Linked DNA regions of Mus musculus: region 2 is linked to region 1. The links are chromatin contacts, called in public Hi-C maps. All regions are on one chromosome and are shown on one strand. Each heading gives the region's core, a stretch centred on a gene start, on an enhancer-like site or on the middle of the called end of the contact. The rest is flanking DNA. Distances are from core to core; before and after follow the strand shown.

Evidence for each region. A called contact is a pair of places that touch in the nucleus more often than the background predicts.
Region 2: a contact with region 1 is called in a Hi-C map of bone marrow-derived macrophages, with 29 read pairs. The contact joins two enhancer-like sites. A contact is called at or near these places in 1 of 15 datasets of contacts at CTCF or cohesin (the NIH/3T3 cell line), 8 of 484 Hi-C or Micro-C datasets (the C2C12 cell line, the HL-1 cell line, bone marrow-derived macrophages and 3 more), 13 of 115 datasets of contacts at active chromatin or transcription factors (the NIH/3T3 cell line, embryonic basal ganglia, embryonic fibroblasts and 7 more) and 4 of 9 other capture datasets (adipose tissue, liver, macrophages and 1 more).

The regions. Positions count from the first base shown.
Region 1 is chr3:122,310,379-122,313,566 of GRCm38.p6, forward strand. No RefSeq gene overlaps it. Among named protein-coding and RNA genes, the nearest start is that of Gm40139, 9.7 kb to the right of the region's middle. Within about 2 kb of position 1,898, at least 25 of the 459 cell types and tissues checked have an H3K27ac peak or open chromatin away from gene starts, as enhancers often do. A contact at or near this core is called in bone marrow-derived macrophages and pancreatic cancer cells, where this site is marked.
Region 2 is chr3:122,496,677-122,500,147 of GRCm38.p6, forward strand. All of the region lies in intron 3 of Bcar3 (breast cancer anti-estrogen resistance 3), which reads left to right. Among named protein-coding and RNA genes, the nearest start is that of Gm34349, 18 kb to the left of the region's middle. Within about 2 kb of position 2,010, at least 48 of the 459 cell types and tissues checked have an H3K27ac peak or open chromatin away from gene starts, as enhancers often do. A contact at or near this core is called in bone marrow-derived macrophages and pancreatic cancer cells, where this site is marked.

The DNA of each region.
Region 1 (3,188 bases), core at 648-3,147:
ACCCTGTCAAATCCTGTTTCATTTTCTCAGAGGATACCTTGGAGGCAGCCTGAACCTGACCTTGGAATCCCACAGGTGGATGAGGAGTGGCTTCCGTCTGGTTGCTGTGTAGTCCTTGCCAGTCTGCTGCCCAGGCTACTTTCCCACCCAGCCAAGCTGCCCTCTCGCATCCTCCCATGGCTCCAAAGTTACAGGGTGAGGCTTACAGATATTCCACACTTCCCACTGACTTCCCACGGTGTGTTAAGACCCCGTGAACATCTCACGTCACTAAGTCCATGTGCTTCCGCAAGGTCTTGAGAATGCCAAGGTCCCTAAAACATGAAGGACCCCTAGGGGGGAAAAATAGGTCAAGATCACTACTCTAGATGCTTCTGTTTTGGAGGTAAAATTGAGATGAAAAACAGACACCACCCCCTTCTATAGGCGGTTATGTCTGTGTTGAGAAGTAGATTCACTCTTTCTTAAATCTACTGATTTCTACTTCTCGGAGCTCCCTGGATAAATCTCTCTCGTGTCCTAAGAGAGCAGGAAATAAACAGCGAGGAGGAGGAGGAGGAGGAGGAGGAGGAGGAGGAGGAGGAGGAGGAGGAGGAGGAGGAGGAGGCGGCTCTGGGCCTCCTGGGAGGAGGTAAGAATGCCTGAGAAGCACAGCAGGACCACCCCCACCCCACCCCCATCCCCGCCTTCCCCTCAGGAGGCACGGGGCGGGGGGAGGGGATAAGGGGGTAAGCACATATATAGCCCAACGCAGTGCCTGGAGCATAGCGAGTGTTCCATAAATAGTTATTAAAAGTATGCCGGGTGTGGTGGCGCACGCCTTTAATCCCAGCACTCGGGAGGCAGAGGCAGAGGCAGGTGGATCTCTGAGTTCGAGGCCAGCCTGGTCTACAAAGTGAGTTCCAGGACAGCCAGAGCTATACAGAGAAACCCTGTCTCGAAAAACAAAAAACAAAAAACAACAACAACAAAAAAAAAGTATGGAAGAAAAAAGCCGGTCGTGGTGGCGCACGCCTTTAATCCCAGCACTCGGGAGGCAGAGGCAGGCGGATTTCTAAGTTCGAAGCCAGCCTGGTCTATAAAGTGAGTTCCAGGACAGCCAGGGCTACACAGAGAAACCCTGTCTCGAAACCCAAATAAAATAAAATAAAAAATAAAGTAGGGAAGAAAGGCACCAAGGAGAACTTGTGTGGACAGAGACCTAGGCTTCTGAGAAGGGGGCGAAGAAAATATGGACAAAAAACCTAAAGTCGGGATAAAGAGAATTTTTACTCATCTTGTAAACAGATTCCTACAGTGCCATTGAAAACGCTGGGGACAATTCCTATTGAGAGGATATGTTTGGTGGGTGTCAGAGGGTTTGTGCCTTTGCTCTTACCACCTGGGAAGAGCAAGGGCTGTGACCCCAGTGAACACAGGCTATAGTGGCTGGTACACAGGCCAGCAGTGGTCCTGCTCGGACAGACACACTGAAAGCCAGTTCACTATGTCCTTGACCTGTGTCCATGGATTCTTCAGCAGGGATATGGCGCTTATCATGATGTCCATAGAGCCCAACACCATTGGAGGGTTTTCAGGTAGTGAGTGGGAATCACGAAGAGCAGGTTTGGCACTCTAGGGACCATTAATCTGAGCCTATAGAAAAGTCATAGGAGCCAGCAAGAACGTAAGCTTGAATATGAGACACCTGACCATCTTTGTAAATCTCTTTCACACTCAACCACCTTGCAATTTGTAAGAGAAGCAGAGAAGACACCGATGTCCCCCATTCTATCAGTGAGGGAATCAAAGTTAATAAGGAGGAATAATTCCCAGGGTCACGCAACCCTGTGTCCAGGGTTGTTGTTGGAAGTTTACAGCTGCAGTGCTAGAAATGGCCAGCAGAGGGCACCCTCCACAAAGTGGTTGTTTGCAGTCTTTGTAGAGAGCAATGGTAACTCTGCTAGTATTGGTTCAGAGGGCAGGCAGGAGCTTTCTCACCAGATAAAATGCTACCTTGGTGATTTTTTTCCTCTCAGAGAATGCTTACCTAAACTGAATCCTGAAATACCAGGTAAAAGATCAGTCTACTAAGCAACCATCTGATAGCCTTCAAAAATAGCAAGGGTCAAAGAATTAAAAAATAGCAGTTCCATGTTTATGAAGATTAAAGAGATGGAACAACTAGATATAATGAATGAACGAACGAGTGAACAAACGAATGAATGATTTGAATGGGTCCTTGGGTGGGAAAAAGCCATAGACATAAGAAATATTAAGGTGGTTGATAGCATCTTAATTTGGACTGTGGGTTAGATAAATTGTGTCAATATTATGCTTTTCAAAGTTGTTAACTGTGCTGTGTTTTGACATGTTTCTCTCAAAATAATTTAGGGGGAAATGGGCATAATGTCCTTAACCTGTTTTTGAATGATACCTTCCCACCCCCACCCAAGAATAAAAGTCATAATAGAAACAGATGTAGGTAAAATGTGAACCTAGGTAGAGTGGATGGGAATTCCACATGCTGTACTTACGACTTTTCCGTAACTTCAAACTTATATCCAAATAAAAGACACACACATGCACATCTTATTCCGGAAGAGCCTTCCTACCTGATTTGAGGTCTAAAGTTCCCTCAGTGGGTTAGGGAGTACAGAGGGGCCTCTTAGGAAAGTGTGGCTTTGGCCCTCTGCAGAGCACTGACCTTTGCCCTGGGCTGGCCAGGGCACCTGTGTGCAAAGCTTATCTGAACCACCAGACAAGCAGGCGACCTTCACTGCACATGTTTGTGAATGCAACACACGCCTGTACTTGGCAGGAGAGCAGGGACCTTGCCCAAAAAAAGCAATCTGGAGCAAGGGAATGGGACAGAGGGAGCGCTCCAAGGTCTGTGCAGCAGAGAACAGAAGCATTCCTTAGCGTGGGTAAAGCCGCTACTTACTGCTTTCTGGGTTAGTCCTTCCAGAACATCCGGCTCCTAGGATCTGAGCATGGGTGATGTACATAGTCAAATATTAACAGGAAAATGATGCCGTGAGGAGAAGCTACTAGAGAGGACCCAGGATAGGGAGAGCCCAAGGTATACTGGAGAGGAGGCAGAGCCTAAGGGTGACCTCTCCCACCTACAGGATTCTGGTTCACACAGGCTTGGGATATGCAAGTCAAGTACTTACATCTCTAACAAGCCACCCGATTGGACCACACAC
Region 2 (3,471 bases), core at 760-3,259, 190 kb after region 1:
CAAACTCTCTTCTCTACACTCAGTAGTGAGAGAGAGAAAGAAAGAGAGAGGGGGGGGGGAAGGAAGGAAGGAAGGAAGGAAGGAAGGAAGGAAGGAAGGGAAAAAAAAGCTACCACATGGCAGGTGAGCTGATGGGCGTGATTCTGTCTCTGGCAGAAAGTATCTACTAAGGCACAGCTGTGTGTGAGGCACTGGGCAAGGTTCTGGGACCCAGAGGCAAAGAAGGCCTGATGACCATCTTCCCTAAAGACCTAATATCCTGAGGCCTTTCATACAGCTGCCTGCAGTCTTTGAGTAGACTCCTCTCAGATCGTTAGCTTAAGCTTCAGACCCATCCTATACCTTGTCTGGCTCCCCTCTGGCTGCTCTCCAGTCCCCAGCCAGGCTACAGAGTCAGCACCTCTCCAGGTCTGTCTGTCTTTCCATCCACACTACTGAGACACAGAGGAGGACACAGGACAACATATTCAGAGCCATAGAACAGGGGCCATGCATAAGGACTTAATAGCAAGTTAGTTTGGGTCTTTGTGGGGGGAAAAAGCTTGGCTTTCTCTGTAGGTGGCCGTGAGCCCTTGGGGACAAGTCTAGTGTTTCCCAGGCCTTGACAACTCATAGACTAATGAGAGCCTGAGGATTTTATGCAAACTTGTGGGCTCTGAGACCCCAACTGTCACTCATAACCTTCTTCCCCGTCCTTAAGTCCTCTATCCTCGGTATTCATGGTCCTTTTGTGGTCTGGGTCTCCCGACAAGGTCAGAACCGATCCTAGCAGGTTAGCAGGATCAGTGTATGGCTTCAGTTGGTGGAGCTGTTAGAAGAATGGGTTGGGGCAGGGTGGGGTGTGGGCCCCTGGTCCTCATGGGCAGGAGCCAGAGAATTCTTTGTGTTAGAAGCCCATTAATTAGGGCATAAGCAGAAAGACTTTCTGGATCTCGCCTTAGCTGGGTGCAACTGTGACTAAAATCTCTTGGCAGAAGAGTGATATAGAGTCCTGTGGCATTGTGGGTGGCCGTTTGTAGAGTTGAAGCCAGGAGGTAGAAAGTCATAGAAAGTGGCTACTGCAGAGGTCTTAGAAGGAGAGTTGAGTTCAAATGGGGAACACGTGGGGGGCGTGGTAGGAGACAGCATTGGGAATTGTTTTCCATCAACAAAAGGTAGTTCTGAGGGTCATTTGGGAAATGAGGTCAGAGGAGATGCCAGGGGTCAGGAAGGAGTGGTTCTTTCTGAGTCAGCCACTCCCTGTAAGGAGTGGAAATGGAGTCTTGAACCTTCAGCACATTTCAAATGATGCACTGGCCTTGTGGCTCGGAGCACTGCTCCACCCCACCTGGAGTTCTGCCCACTGCAGTACACTCATCCCTCAAAAGCAGCTTTGCGTGTCATTTTCAGTGACATTATCCTCGGAAGGAAGATCTGACCCTCAGCTTCCTGTGCCAGGTCCCTTGTGTCTGATTCTTGGCTTCCTCAATTAGAACAGCCATGAGACCCAGCTCATATCAGCTAAGTCACGGGATTTGTGCTTAGGGACTTGCGTGTTACAGAGGCCTCAGCCATCCCTTGTTCCTCTTCCTTTTGAGTGCTGGTTTCATCGTCTCAGCCACATTGGTCCTTTTGGAAAAACACCGCCACCCTACCAACAAATAAGAGAAAAAACATGGCGGGGTGAAGTAACCACCAGGCTACAAGTCTCATGGTATTTTTACCAGAATGGGTTAGAGTATCTTCTTCCAGGATGGGTGAGGGGCCCTCTCCCAGGCCAGTGGTGGCCAGGAAGATGCTCCCTACCACACGCCTGTAGTGAAGATGGAACTGTCCTTGGGAAGCAAGGGTGGGAGGGGACTGGAGGTAGGGGTGAGGTGCTGGAGACACAGGTGTATATCACACCCACACTTACACCTTTGCAGGTTTCTGTCCTGTGTCTCCCGAACCAAACCTCCAGGCCACTGTTCCCAGCGACTCATTATTTCCCCTAGCTATGATGCCTCACTCTTCATGATTCAGTTCTGCTGCTCCAGCCCTTCCCTCACCCCGCCCAAACCCCAGTGAAACTGTCTTGAGAACAGCCCTGGGCCACAGTGTTTCTCATTTTGACAGAGGAGAAAACTCAAAGACAAAGAGGCAAACTAACTCACCCAGGCTGCAGAGCGGGAAAAGGCGGGGTCGGATGGCTAGGCAGTGTGTCTATCCCCAGAGCTTGGTGGCGTTGAACTGTGTGTGTGTGTGTGTGTGTGTGTGTGTGGTCTTCCCAGAGAATGTGCCCCGCTGGAGCCTCCATCCCTGCTTGCTGTCCCATGTTTCCTTAGGTCCTGAGGTGGCCCTTTGGCATGAATGTTAGCTCTTAATGATCTTTACAGTGTCACACCCTACAGGAGTGGGAAGCTCTCCTTGCAGCCTGGGGTAGACTTAAAGCAAATATTAATGGTAATGCAGATGCCATCTTTCTCTGAGTCTCCTGTCTCCTTCATGCAAATGAGAGTCTGGTGCATCCTCTGGGGGACTCTGATAGATGCCCCCTACTGTCCCTCCACTGCTGGCTTAGGAATTCCCACTGTCTGCATGTCCAGGCCCATTCTTGTACTTGATGTGAACTGTAGGCTCAGGTGCTCACACAGGAAACCCAGGGTCCCACTCCTCCCGGGTTAGATTAGCTTTTTTTTCTTCCTTGGAGAGCTGTTGAAATATGGGTTTCCACAGTAATGGAGGTTCTCAGCACATTCTAGGAGCTGGCTCTGAGCCTCCAAAATCCCTTTTCCAACATTTCCTGGGCTCTGGCTACTACAGCTTGTTCAGACCAGACTTGTAAGTCAAGTTACAGAAACACTCTTTCCATAGTTAGAGGGATGGTGGTTTTCAGAGCCCTGCCCAGACGGCTGGTATCAGTTCTGGCTGAGGAACTGAACTATGGCAAACTGTCATTGAGTTCTCTCAAGAGGACTGAAGAAGCCTAGGAGAGAGAGGTTCCTTTCCCTATCTGCTTTCTTCCCAAACCCCAGCCTCTCTGTGCCTCCTGCACCAGACCCTCGGTACTGAGTCTGCTCTTATTTTACAGGCCTAGATTAATAGCGTCTGGATGTAATTATAATGACAGCTAACATTAGCGCTGATTCCCCTGCCAGAGTGAGTTCCAAGTCCTTACAGATACCCACTCATTTGGTCCTTATTAACATCATGTGCCATATTATCCCCACTTAGCAGACAAGGAACCCAAGGTTCCACAAAGAATTAACGTCACTTGCCCAAGACCGCACAGCTGTTCAGAATTACTGTGGGCCTCTGGATGGAGGTGGTCAACTGGCCCAAGCTGTGAAGCACTGTTGTAACAGCTCTTAATATCGAGACATAGTGACAGAGCCACATGTGGTGGCATATGCCTGTAACCCCAGCACTTGGGAGGCAGAGGCAGGAAGTCTAGGTATACAAATCCACCCTTAGCTACACGATTCCACATCAGCCTGGGCAGCATTAATCTCA